4 separate regions of the Mus musculus genome follow, and regions 1, 2 and 4 are each linked to region 3. The links are chromatin contacts, called in public HiCAR-type, HiChIP or PLAC-seq and promoter capture Hi-C maps. All regions are on one chromosome and are shown on one strand. The core of a region is the stretch at or near the end of the contact, and the rest is flanking DNA. Distances in the headings are between cores, read along the strand shown. Region 1 holds the start of Col5a2 (collagen, type V, alpha 2). Region 2 has its middle 12 kb from the start of Gm23216. Region 3 holds the start of Poglut2 (protein O-glucosyltransferase 2). Region 4 overlaps Gm51621 (a long non-coding RNA gene).

Evidence for each region. Promoter capture Hi-C pulls out the DNA fragments that hold promoters and counts their contacts. HiCAR-type assays count read pairs that join an accessible place to other places. HiChIP or PLAC-seq counts read pairs in DNA pulled down with a chosen protein or histone mark.
Region 1: a HiCAR-type map of astrocytes shows a contact between it and region 3, with 4 times the contacts expected there. The contact joins the promoter of Col5a2 here to the promoter of Poglut2 in region 3. A contact is called at or near these places in 12 of 39 promoter capture datasets (the 3T3-L1 cell line, 3T3-L1-derived adipocytes, the HPC-7 cell line and 7 more) and 1 of 115 datasets of contacts at active chromatin or transcription factors (astrocytes).
Region 2: an H3K4me3 HiChIP or PLAC-seq map of embryonic limb bud shows a contact between it and region 3, with 8 times the contacts expected there. The contact joins the enhancer-like site here to the promoter of Poglut2 in region 3. A contact is called at or near these places in 6 of 39 promoter capture datasets (the 3T3-L1 cell line, cranial neural crest, embryonic stem cells and 3 more) and 2 of 115 datasets of contacts at active chromatin or transcription factors (astrocytes and embryonic limb bud).
Region 4: a contact with region 3 is called in a promoter capture Hi-C map of second pharyngeal arch cranial neural crest. The contact joins the enhancer-like site here to the promoter of Poglut2 in region 3. A contact is called at or near these places in 8 of 39 promoter capture datasets (the 3T3-L1 cell line, 3T3-L1-derived adipocytes, cranial neural crest and 5 more) and 8 of 115 datasets of contacts at active chromatin or transcription factors (the NIH/3T3 cell line, cardiomyocytes, embryonic limb bud and 4 more).

The regions. Positions count from the first base shown.
Region 1 is chr1:45,501,649-45,504,861 of GRCm38.p6, reverse strand. Col5a2 (collagen, type V, alpha 2) reads left to right here and starts at 1,580. Exons shown (of 54, transcript NM_007737.2): 1 at 1,580-2,041. The coding sequence starts at 1,948.
Region 2 is chr1:45,671,702-45,674,901 of GRCm38.p6, reverse strand. No RefSeq gene overlaps it. Among named protein-coding and RNA genes, the nearest start is that of Gm23216, 12 kb to the left of the region's middle. Within about 2 kb of position 1,556, at least 48 of the 459 cell types and tissues checked have an H3K27ac peak or open chromatin away from gene starts, as enhancers often do.
Region 3 is chr1:44,117,222-44,120,426 of GRCm38.p6, reverse strand. It overlaps Poglut2 (protein O-glucosyltransferase 2), which reads left to right and starts at 1,654. Exons shown (of 10, transcript NM_023645.3): 1 at 1,654-2,109; 2 at 3,184-3,205. The coding sequence starts at 1,928. Bivm (basic, immunoglobulin-like variable motif containing) reads right to left here and starts at 459. Exons shown (of 10, transcript NM_144558.4): 1 at 153-459.
Region 4 is chr1:45,759,966-45,763,230 of GRCm38.p6, reverse strand. All of the region lies in intron 1 of Gm51621 (a long non-coding RNA gene), which reads left to right. Among named protein-coding and RNA genes, the nearest start is that of Gm51621, 3.5 kb to the left of the region's middle. Within about 2 kb of position 1,615, at least 61 of the 459 cell types and tissues checked have an H3K27ac peak or open chromatin away from gene starts, as enhancers often do. A contact at or near this core is called in 3T3-L1-derived adipocytes, embryonic limb bud and second pharyngeal arch cranial neural crest, where this site is marked.

The sequences.
Region 1 (3,213 bases), core at 331-2,830, 1.4 Mb before region 3:
GTAGTTTGATAAATGTATCCATTGAGACTGGGCTACACAATTCTGCATTTTAATTGATTGTGGTTTTCTGAAGTGATTTTCATCTGTTGCAAAACAATGTTCCTTTGATGAGGGATTAACAAGAGCTTTTACATCAGGGGCTTTTTCAGCTATTATTCAAAGAATTAGAAGAAATTTGATTTTTGTTCCTTATTTAGCCCATTCATTAAGTATGAGCAAGACAGCCATGGGAACAGCAGTGTGTTGGTGAACGAATTCACTAAACAAAGGCAGGTCTTGGTGACAAGTTATTTTCAATGATACAGGGCTAGAAAGTTGTTTTTGGAACTTCTCCAGAGTTTAGTTCCACCTCTCAATTTAAAGCATCTTGGATTTCTTTATTAAGGAAATTAAATAGTAAATGAAGCCTCATATACCTATTTTAATTTATACTATCCCTTTTCTTTGCATTTATTTGGGGTTTAGTTAATTCCACACATAGCTGTATATATTGTTTGTATTTTTTTGTTTCACGTAGATATATTTTTTCAGCATTTGCATACACATGTTCCTTAAAGGTGATGGATGCTGACTTTGTTTCTAGTCTGCCATAATCCTTCCTCTATTCAGTGTGTCTCAGAGCACCTGTTCAGTGCTGAGTAACTATGAACAATTGAGTCACACATGACATGTTATGTGGGGCTTGATCCAGATCCCCCAGAACGCACACTATCAAATGAATTAGACTGTCAAAAACACTGAGGGCGTTTAAATCTGTCAAGCTTGAGTAGCACACAAAGTTAATGCCTTGCTCTTTACAGAAATATGCAGCTAGGACTACCACATTCCGTGGAAAGCTGGTGTGGGGTTCATAACAGCATCATTCACTTTTATGTAGCTCTTTGTAATTTAGAATCTAGTTAACAGCATATTGCTCAGTTTAGTGTCACCAGATCCTGCACACTGGTCAGGCCAAAGCCCCTTTTCTAACAACAACAACAAAAAAATTTGGACAGTTAAGGACTATGTATAAATTCACAAAATTGGTGAGTTGGCAGATCTGATATTGGAACCTACCCTTTCTGAGACTTAAACCAGTGTGTTTTCCTCCCTCCACAAGCTTAGTGAACATATTTGTTTTTTAACACAATAGCATGCTCTGTGACGAGGAGAACGTATAGATGTGCCTACTAAAAAGATGTGGAAATAACTCAATGTAAAGTATCTCAAGTTCATTTTGTATTGGCCATATTCTGCCTCCTTTCTTCCACAATCTTCTCAGAGCATAGGAGAGGGAGGAGGATGAAAATTGGGACAAGAATCCTTCCTCCATTGCCAAAAGAAAGGGTTAAAAAAGTGACGTTTTAAAGGCTTAAGTGGCAAAGAGAATTCTGAATTATTTAAGTGCAAAAGAAAAAAAAATCCACTAAAAGGCTGTAATCCTCCCTAAAGTTTTTTTAGTGTCTCTGGAAAAAGTCAGTGGGTGTGTGTCTGGGGAAGGGTTGGGGAGGGTGGATCAGACTCCTTCTAATAGGCTTTCTTTAAAAAAAGAAGAAAAGAAAACACACACACACTCAAACAGAAGGAGAAATAAAAGTTTGTCTCTGTTGAGAAGCTTCCTCTGTGCTTAAAATCTACAAGAAGCACTGAAAACTCAAGTCGCAGAGGCGCGCGCTCTGATTTGGTTGTTTACCATCAATCAGACGGTTGCTTGGCAGACACTGGATGGTTATGAGCCTGAACAAGCTGAAAGGGGCAGGAAAAGAAGTGGAGGCAGCATTCTTCCTATTTAAAGCTGCACCGCTTGAAAAAAGTTTTCGCAGACTGTGCCGGACCTGGTGCTGAAACAGACTGAGGCAGCGCGGGGACTGGTGCTGAAAAAGAGCCCCCAGCGGAATTCATGGTGCTACAGTGACCTCAGTATCTACTCTTCGATCCCAGGAGGACCCACATGTCTCATATTTAGACATGATGGCAAACTGGGTGGGAGCAAGACCTCTCCTCATTCTTTCTGTTTTATTAGGGTACTGTGTCTCAATAAAAGCCCAGGAACAAGAGAATGGTGAGTTTGCCTTTTGCTTTGCTTATGGTGTTTATGGCTTGGTTTGGGAACTAGATGGAATGTTAAGCTTCAGGAAGAGGATAAAGAGAAGACTCTGGTTTGAAGTTTGAGAAGGGGGCTCTAGGATTTGTAGCTTGGCTCTGGAGACTAGGCACATTTGCAAATCCGGAGCTTCTGTGCGTGCCCTGGCAAAAAGTGGGCTTCTGACATCCTGTAAGAGCCAGGATATCACCAGTCTTTTTTTTTTTTTTTTGCCGGAATGTAAGAGTGGGACGTTTAAAAGAAAACAAGAGTGCTTAAAACGGAGCCCCGGAGGCACTTTTAGTTAGAGGTCTGTCCTGTGGGCAGGCGCTTTCCAAGCAGGGAAAGCCGCTGCAGCAGAAGCTGGGCAGGGTGGAGTCTTTCCTGTGTGAACTTCAGCAGCTTCATGAAAGTCTTTGTTTAGAAAAACCTCTCCAGCAGGCAAATCCGATAGTTCGGAATTTCCTTTGTCTTTGCTCTTTATCCTCCCCTCCTAAAGTTTTCATCTCTGATCTTAAAATCGGGTTTGCCTACAGAGAGGGAGTCAAGTTTATTTCTCCATGACAGACTCTGATAGAAACCAGATTTCTTAAATTTCTGTGCTTTCCCACCCTACTGACTTGATTATCAGGACAGCATGGTTCCTGGGTGGATGGATGAAGGCAGGAAATTCTACTTGGAACAGAGTATTAAGAAGGACTTTCCCCTTAGACCCTTCCTTTCTCCCTTTCTTCTTCTCTTCCCCCGTTCCTTCTATTTTCTTTTCTTTTAAGGCATATCTTGCTTGGTTACTGTTTTGTTTTGTTTCCCCTATGTGATTTACATATGTTAGTGCTGGGATGTATTGTTAAGCAAAATGGCGTGGCTGCTATAGAATAAAACTTAAAAATAAAATAAAATGGGCCTCGTTGATATTAACGTTAACTTTTGAAGGTTGAAGTGTCAGAAACAGATACATTCTCATTGTAAGAGGCCAGCATAGATCTGAATCTCTGTTAGCATCACACTCAAGCTTCCAAAACTTAGCAATGTGCTAATCGTGTCTGTAACTGTCTTTCTCCTGTGTATATCCAGCCATCTGTACGAATATGTTTTCTGCCTTTCTGATTTTTTTTTCTCTAAAAATATTTAGAAACTGTGTTTAGCAACTG
Region 2 (3,200 bases), core at 307-2,806, 1.6 Mb before region 3:
TGCAATTATTGACCACTTTTGAAGGCTGCTGATGGTTTTGCGATCTGATGGAAGAGGTAAGTGTGCTCTAATGGAAAGTTAGAGTGTTTTCTGCTCTATACAGATACTATAACCTAAAGTATGGCTAAAGCCAAGTCACTGCCTCAAATTAAGGAAACCTCAGAAATATTGTTCATAGTATTAATTAATTGTTCACATTATTTATAAACCAGTACCATCAACCAGTACTTATTGAATATTCCCTTATACCAAATACAACTCTGAATATTGTAGCAGACATCAGCTAGACATCCAAATTGGTACAACACACAGTGACACATAGATAGGGATTTTTCCAACTTTGGTTTTAGTATCATTCTGCATTCAGTTAATAAAAACATTTTCTTTAAGTTGAATATGACTTTTATATATCATTTGTTCTATCATTTACTGCATTTAATCTTTAGAAAACTACTCTTTTAGTCTGTTTTCTGAAAGAAAAGCTTTCTTTCTTGAATGCTTTTGCCCCAGAGCTTCTGTAATGTCACTTCAGGTTTGTATGGACTAGCTGAATTTCATGCCCAAACAGCTGCATTTTCTTTGTGCAGGCACATGTGTGTATTAAGGTACAGGCAGACAATGCATAATGATGCTAGAATATATGGCTTTTATGTTTTAGGAGGGCTAGGGTATGGTCCAAAATATGAGAAATTAAGATAATTTATGACAGGGAGTGGCAGGAGATTATCTTACTTATTGACTCCATGTTTTCTGACTCTGGGAAATTCCTTGTATTTTCTGAGGCTTGTTTTCCTTGTCTTTGGAATACTGTGAATACCAGAAATAATATTTGTTGAGCACCTTGTAGAGGGAAATCATAGTTTGCACTAAACGCGTAGCTAATAACAGAATCAACGACTGGGGGTTAGCAGGGAGAGTAAGATCTTCCTGCCAGAGGCAAGAATCTGTGAGGTGCACATGGATACTCCATGTTTCTGTCCTCCACAGCAAACCAGATCATCTATGAGGTGCACGTGGAGACTCCACAGTTCTGTCATCCACAATAGACCCAGCTGGTGCAGTCTGCATGTAGCTATAAGATGAATTCATAAGCAGGTAATCCATCTGCCATCCTACATATAGTCCAATCTTTTCATTTTTGCAGCACTGGAACATGAGGCCCAGAGAAGTATAATTTGCTCAAAATGCCACATTAAGTATGGCAGAAATCTTTGAAAAGAACTACAAACTCAGGAATTCTTTAATACAAATATTGGTTGTGCTCACCTGCTTTCACAGTAACTGAATTCATTATCATTCTGCATTTTTATAAACGAGAACCGAACTCCTTTTTCTTTCATATCTTTTGCTCTACAGAATTGAGTCACATTGAACATTTTATACTGGCAGTTATTATTTTAAATGTGATGTCTGATTCAAACCTTATGTTCATTAGCTTTCAGAAAAGTAAAAAAAAAAAAAAAAAAAAATGCCCGAGGGTCAGCAGATGTTGAAGGACGTAGGTAGACAGATAATTAGGAAGTGGTTTTCTAAGTAAGGGTTACCCTAAAATTTTATGCACACTCTCCTTTGATCTTTGGACTTTTTTCTCTTTGGCCTGCGTATGATGCTGGAATCCACTGTAGCTGGCAATGGTTTAATTAATCCTTTTCACGGAAAAGTTCATGTTTGCTAACAACTACAGAATTCATTTGAATTTACTTAGCTAAAGGGGAACATGATGAAGAACGATAGAGTGAGGTCTTTGTCTCATCACTTACAACTCAGCCTCCACTGTTTTTGTTTGTTTTAGTTACATTTTCAAACATTCCCATTTTCCCATGTTCTGTGCTCGCCTTGGGAAACCTTCTAATAGCATAAACGACAAACAGGAGTTCCTGCCTGCTGACTCATCAGTTCGGTTTGGCAGGACTCTACTTGCAAATGCTGCAGCAGGCCACTTTCAGAGTAAGTCCCTGGCAGCAGATGTCACTGTTGGTCTGTCTAACTCTGGGGCCTTTCCTCACTAGTGGAGCTCATGAGCCTGACCTAGTCAAGCCTATATTTCAGGGAGCATGGTTTTATGAAACATTTAATAGTGGCTCGTGGGACTGATTTAAGAGTCATGTCTCGATCTTGTTTCATTACACAGTATTTTAAATACTGTTATTTTTCACTTTTGCTTCCTATGTTCTGGGGAATCAAATTCAGTACCCTTGCATGCTAGGCAAACATTCTGCCACTGACTTATACCCTGCACCCTTGTTTATTTTGAGACTGAGTTTCACTGTGCATTCCAGATTGGTCTTGAAATCTTGGCTCAGCCTTGTGAGTGTTGGGGTTACATATGTGCAACACTAGCCTCCATTTTTAATAGAGATCTTTTCTATTAACTTGAAATGTTTTTCCTTTCTTCTCTCTTGGTTCATGTTGTATATTTTATTTTTGAGGATTTATTTATTTTATGTACATGAGTACTCTATAGCTGTCAGACTCACCAGAAGAGGGCATCGAATCCCATTACAGCTGGTTGTGAGACACCATGTGGTTGCTGGGAATTGAACTCAGAACCTCTGGAAGAGCAGTCAGTGCTCTTAACTGCTGAGTCATCTCTCCAGCCCCGTGTGTATTAAGAATGGAACATCTCTCCTTCTTTTCTCTCAACTGTGCTCATTTGCTCATGTGTAAATCCCTTGATGACCCATTCTGTAAGAGATTTTTTTTCAACATCAGTTTTGTACCCACAGTTTTACTTAGTTTTGTGAGCTGTCTATCTATACTGTCTGTTAACCTCTCACATTCTTTCTTCTACTTACTCTTCTCTGGGATTCCAGGACAGTGACCTTAGAAGTCACATACCTCAGACTCAGCTTTCTGAAAGCGTTGAGTAAGACTTGATACTGCAATGTGAGAGTGGGAGAGGGGGCAAGGCATTCTCCAGTCTCTATTTTACTATTCTGTTCAACCACTAAGCATCAGTTTGTGATGGTAGCTGTAGGGTAGTCCCAGCCTCTTGCTTCTATTGGCACTTCTATAAGAAGTCTCATAATTTTCTCTCAGAGGAACCCACTGCCGGCAGCAGCATACATCCTTTCTTCATAGTACCAGATGTGAGGCACCTCCTGCTATCTCCTAGGTTCTGTTTATCTTTACCCTTTGTTTCCTGTGTCTCAGGTCTGTAACTGCTTCCTAAGTTAACTCTGTGTCTCTAACCTCCATTA
Region 3 (3,205 bases), core at 405-2,904:
TCAATATTCTGCATAGAAAGCAACTGAGACCCAGAAAAGTGTTTTGCTGAGGATTGATAAGAGCTGCTAAGACAGCAGCCAGGTGCCCCCCCCGCCCCCCTTTTCTATCAGCGCCCTTGCCTAGACTACCAGACCAGACCTGGGAGGCCTACCTGTGAGTATGAGATTCATGCAGCACATGATGCCCTCTGGAGTTCAGACTCTGAGGAGCCAGGAGACTTCCCACTGCCCCCTCTTTGAGGCTCCGAAGCACCTGAAGGTGACAAAGGTGCAGGTGGAGGAGAACCGGGAGAGCAGGGATGTTGCAAGTGCAACTGCTGCAGCGCTACTGTGCCGGGTTCCCACTACTGTCCTGCGGTGGCCAACCCAGTGCCAGGCGTCCCTAGTCCCCACTGGCCAAGACCAGATCTAAAGCCTTGTAACCTCCTCCCGGCCTGCTCCCTCACTCCCAGCCGGAAGAAAAGGCTCGCCAGGAGGGGGAGCGCGCAGGCCTGAAGGGGGCCGCTTCCTACGCGCTAGGGACTGGAGAGGCTGGTGGCACGCAGACAGTGACAGCCTGAGAGCTGGGAGGGGAGGCCGCGATGAATGATTATATCACCAATAATAACAATAGCGGGGGGGGGGGGGGGGCAGGGGGAAAAAGAATCCCCTTGCCTTGGCTCACAACCAGGCCGTCTATGTTTTCCACGCCCCTTACCCCGTGGAGGGAGGACAAAGCCTGCTACTCCTCTTGACCTCACTGGCCGAGAAGCGAGGGTGCAAAGAGAGGATGGCCACTGCAGGCCGGGTGCCTGGGATCCGCTAGCGCAGCGTGGAGACCCGCTCCTGAAGAGAGTACAGGGATACCCACGGATGCACCCCCCTCAGGCCGAGCTTTCTTCTGGTGATTTCTATCCCTTACATCTCTCCTCAGAGACTCAGCTCGACCCAGATCCTTCCAGGGGCGCGGCGGGGTGGGGGTGGGGGTGGGGGTTGTCCTGCAACGAGGCAGTGACGGCGCTACGGAGAGGCGGAGCGCACCGCAGTGCCTGGGCTAGGCCCTCCGCTGGGGAATACCTCTGTTCCTGTTGGGTCCCGGAACTCTGGTGCTGGAAGGCAACACCAGATCTGCATCCTCAAGTCTCCTACCCAAGGCCCAGAATCTTTCGTCCCATTGAGCGCACAAGAATAGCACCGAGTGACTGGGTATCATTGATAACACCTAGCCTCCCTTTCAGCGTTTACTATATACCTGCCATTTGCGGTGGATACCTTGAACAAAATATAAGTTGGGAAATCTTTGCTGTGACTCCAGACATGCTAGTTGCGCAACTGTAGTATTTAAGGTTGCCAGAAAGCCGTGCTCCAAAGTTGAAAAAAGAAGTAGAAAGGAAGGTAGGGGGGGAGAAAGGAGGAGGGAGAGTGAGGGACGGAGGGAAGGGACGAAAGTAGTTGGGGGTGAACTCCTGGCAGGATTTCCGCTAGTCCTATGGCGGACTACATATCCCAGGAAGCTAAGGGGCCCGGGACGCGTTTTCCACTCTGACCCACTCATCCACTAGCAGAAGACTTTACTAAGACTGGTCACAGCGCAGGCCAATCCTTCTCCTCTCACCTTGGCTAGAACTTGCGACGGATTCGTTCCCAAAGTGATGCTCTAGTGGCAAGAGTAACACAAGTTTGTCATTGTCCGGAGAAAGTGGAGCCTGCGGTTCTTAACCAGGTTCAGCAGAACGTGTGGCATCCTTCTCCTGGACATGCCACCGCTCGGGTTGTGACATTCTTGGGCACAGCATAGTCCCACGCGCGGACCCCGCACGTCAAGCGACACTTTAGGGACTTTGACTGCTGCTAGGACTGACCACCGTCCTCCTACCTACCCAGGCTAGCTCCGTCCACTTAGCACGTTTGCATTTATTCGTGGATCTTCCAAGACTCGGTCTTGTAAATGTTCAGCATTTCGCTGCTTTCCTGCCTTTTTCTGGGGACTGTGCCAGCACTTGCCCAGACCGGCGGAGAGAGGAGGCTGAGCCCAGAGAAGAGCGAAATATGGGGACCCGGGCTAAAAGCACACGTGGTCCTTCCTGCCCGCTATTTCTACATTCGGGCGGTGGATACCTCAGGGGAACAGTAAGTGGAGAAATGACTCCTCAACTATTTGAGATCGCGGTTTAAAATAACTCGAGGGGTTTTTGTTCCTGTTGTTTATTTTGGTTTTGTCCTTCATCTTTATATGCCCCGACTCGTCTTTACTGCTGTCCATTTACATTCCAGAATTCTCGAGTGCTGTCTACATCTGGTTATAATAGACTTTTCCTTCAAAATCAACTTTTCTCTGTGACTTAATAATTCTGAAATATGTATAGTGTAAATAATATTGCTAAAATAACAGCTCTCTTCTTGGCTGTTTAGATGGGAATTGAGGCTAAACAAATCTCCGTTATTTTTAAATGGGAAAACTAAACACTAGAAACTAAATGCATTCAAAATGCAGGAATATTCAGTCCAAAACACTTGTGTTACTAACATGATGACCAGTTATTTTGATTTCCCCCATAACTAAACATAATTTAGAGTACTGGTATATTTGTTAGACTTTTATTAGTAGTAATATTTTAATTACATGATGTGGGTAGGGTGTATACTCACACCCAAGTGCTGGAGGAAGCCAGAAGAGGGCCTTGAATCTCCTTGAGCTGAAACTGCAGATAGTTGTGAGCCTTAAGGACAATGGATACTAGGAACTGAACTAAGTCTTTTACATAATGGTAAATGCTCTAAACCATTCAGCTATCTCCCTAGCCCCACAGTACTGGATTGTATTTTAAGCCATTAAGAACAATTTTTCAAATAAGGTCATCCTTGAAGTAAACATGTTACAAATGACAAATTGCCAGCTGTGTTGGTTATGAATTAATAATAGTACACTGATAGTGCTCTGTTTGGTATGCTAAATAGATTGCTAGTCTTAAGTGTTATCTCCTGGCAACTATCTAATGAAATTATTTTATGTTATTATTGTTTTCTTTTTTATCTTTGTTCTATCATATTGGTTCTGGTCCTAAAAGCCTAAGAGAGTAATCGAACAACAATATCTTAAAATCAGGATAAAGCAGAAGGTCCAACCTTTACACATTAAAGAGAATAAGTAGCGTGCATTTGATCTTAAAAATAACCCTCATCTCTCATTGTTTTCCATAACAGGTTTACATCTTCTCCAGGTGAA
Region 4 (3,265 bases), core at 366-2,865, 1.6 Mb before region 3:
TTTTCTAGTTTGATCTAATGATTTCATAACCCATGAACCTCCTATTATTTAACTTACGGAAGTCTCTGAAAAATGATAGGTCCATTAAATATTTTTGTCACATTTTCAGTCCTAGAAAAGGGTATTTTAAAGTTTATGTTTTACTTTTTTCAAAAATGATTTTACATCTTAGCAGTAAAGGATAAGTTTGAAGCAATTAAGGGCTAGGGAAATCTGTTTTTTTTTTTTTTTGTTTGTTTGTTTGTTTGTTTGTTTTTTTGGTAATTATTAGTTTGCTATTCTCTCTCCCAATACGAAGTAGAAAACTAACTCTCATGTTAATGATTTCTCAGAGCTAGTATGAATTAATGAACTCACTCCGTAGACCAGGCTGGCCTCGGACTCAGAAATCTACCTGCCTCTGTCTCCCAAGTGCTGGGATTAAAGGCGTGTACTACCACTTCCCGGCTTGATTCTTTAGTTTTAATTGGGCAGTTAGACATGTATTTCCTGTGGACTAGGGTACATAGCCTAGTAGTAAAGGTAGGGCAATAAAAATCAGAGTGTAAGGTAATTTCTATAAGTCCATGACATCAGAATCTATCTGGTGCCATTTTGCTAGCAAAATTTTGTCTTGAAACAAACACAACAACTATCACAACAAAACCAAAAATACAAAGGAAGTATATCTCTGGGTAAGAATAGACACCGGGAAGTAAAAGGTTCTACATAAGACTTCACTTTTCGAAGAAAGTGAAGACCAATGCAGGTTCTCAGATCAATGACCGCATCAGGAAAACGACCTTTGCAGAACATTTGGTTGGAGCTCTCTCAGTTATTCTACTCGGCTTTATTATTTCCAGGTTAAGTTTCTTCAACAAAATTTGAAAGGATCAGTTAAATAAAGAATCCAATTTGTTATTTCAAAACACTGCTGCCTCACCAATATGCCTGGCTATCTCAGGACAGTGTGAGTGGATAGTGTTACAGTTTACACAAAATGCCCTGGCCACATGTGCATCTGTGACCTTGTTCTACAGGAAGTCAGTGACATGGGCACGGTGAATCTATCCTTCACGGCTTCTATTCAACATCCAGAAAAGTAATGCAAAGCAAAGGTGATGATGAAGGTATATAGGAGTCCTAGAAGTCATGTCACTTCACCTTAGGCATTACTATTAAAGGCAACCATAGTCACTAGGGTTATTCTCTTTATGTTTCATACCATATAAAGAGCAGTTGCAGATTTTTCAAGTCTGATTTGAATGTAGTATGTCAATTCTTTTTTTCATATTAATACTATCTATGCATTTACTTTTCTCAATATCACACTCTCTGAGAGGAAAAGAAAAAAAAGTGGCCATGGTCAGGCACAATAGTGCATGTGTGTGTGTGTATGTATATGTATGTGTGTATGTATGCATGTGTGTATGTGTGTGTGTGTGTACTTGGCAGGTATATATTTGGCAGTGTGTTCAAAGTAATGGCTATGTTTGAAGTAACTTGCCTAAGAAAACTTCAGCTTAAGCCAGAGCCCCTGTAACTCATTTTTACTTGGGTTAATATTCACTTGCCTTTGTTCTTGCTGGGGCAGGAAGATTAGGGGCTTTCTGACAGGCAGTGTGGGACTTGTTAGATAACTGCCTAAACAACCCAGTGCAGTCCCTGCGCCACCCCAGATTAGAGTGGATTCTATCTTGATCTGTAAACTAAACATTTGCATTTGGAACAGGGGGAGCTCAAGTCTGGCTTGTCTAATCTTGGTTTGAGCACCCTTAAGTAACTTGCTTGATTTTCACCACCAAGCACATTGCTTGCTGGGTAAAAGATCTTTCATTTGCCATAACAAGATCTGGAGCTTAAGTTGCAATTGCTGGGAAGGCAGCTTTAATGTTTTCCTTTCCCATGAAAATGAAAACCAGAGAAAACTGTTTCCTGATTACACATCAACATTACAAATGTCTTATGGCAAAGAAAGATGAGCCTGGTTTGTGCAGAGCAACAGTGTGGGTGAACGATGAGGCCTCTGCAGTATGCCTGAGACTTTATTTTTTGCTTTAGAAGGAAATTCTCTTTCCACTAGAATTATGTCTCTGGGTGGGTGATTCATAAACAGAGGACCTGGGAAAGGATTCTGTCTCTTGAACCTATTTACAGTTTTAATCATAGCCAGCTGCTCAGTTGCTGGAGGAGTTTAGATTTTGCAAAGGCATTAGGAGTTTTATCTTTTGTGCTTAAAACTTTAGATCGAGGTCACGTTAAGATGTTGGTCAGTAAATAACTTAAAACCTTTCTTAAGAATGTGGACATTCCTTTTCAATGCACAGGGAGGCAGTTTTAAGGTATTCTAAACTCAGCGTGGTAGAGTTTAAAACCCTTTTCTTTGATGCAAAACAGCTGCAGCCCTGTTTTGAGTGGCAGAAACATTGCCTCTGCCTCTCTGTCTTCTTACACTTTCCAGGCTCAAGGCAAAGGATTAAGAAATTTAACATTTTTCTTCTTGTCAGGCACATTCACAGCCATTGCCTTTACAGCTAAATGGTACTTTTAAAGAAAAGGAATTTCAATTTATACTTAAGCCCAATAGCCTAAAGACAGTAGGAAAACATTAACCTCTTAAGAATGTTGCAGAGGTTGAAAATATTTTCATAGTGTAGGCATTATCAAACCTCCAAACATTTTCTGCTGAATGTGACCTTAACCAACACACTGGCCTATACATGTCCAGTCTTATTTATCCTTAGAATTTACTACTAGTACTAATATTTATTTTATGTGTATGGTTGTTTTCCCTGTATGTATGCATGTGCAGTATGTGTGTGCCCCATGCCCTTAGAGTTCCCAAGAGGGCACCAGATCCCCTGAGACTGGAATTGTGCTGATTGTAAGCCACCATATTGGTGGTGAGAACAGAACCCAAGAACTATAGATAACCACTCTAACTACTATTAACCACTCTAACTCCAAATAACTCTGCTCAGTAGTTATTTGAGCTGAGACAGGAGGCCAATTCCATTTCTCACTTAGCTTACAGAAAAAAGACTTTAGAGTTCAATTTCTCTCAATGCTTTATTGATGATTGGTCTATATGATGCTTGTCTCAACACAGTGAAAAGGTGATCATTGGCATTACAATGATGAATGCCCCATGTCTTAGAAACTCCATTAACAGATGAATAGCTACTTCTGAACAGCACCCTTCACAAATACATATGGAAAATACCCATATACATGTAAAACACACATACACACACACACACACTATTGATAATGCCTACACTATGAA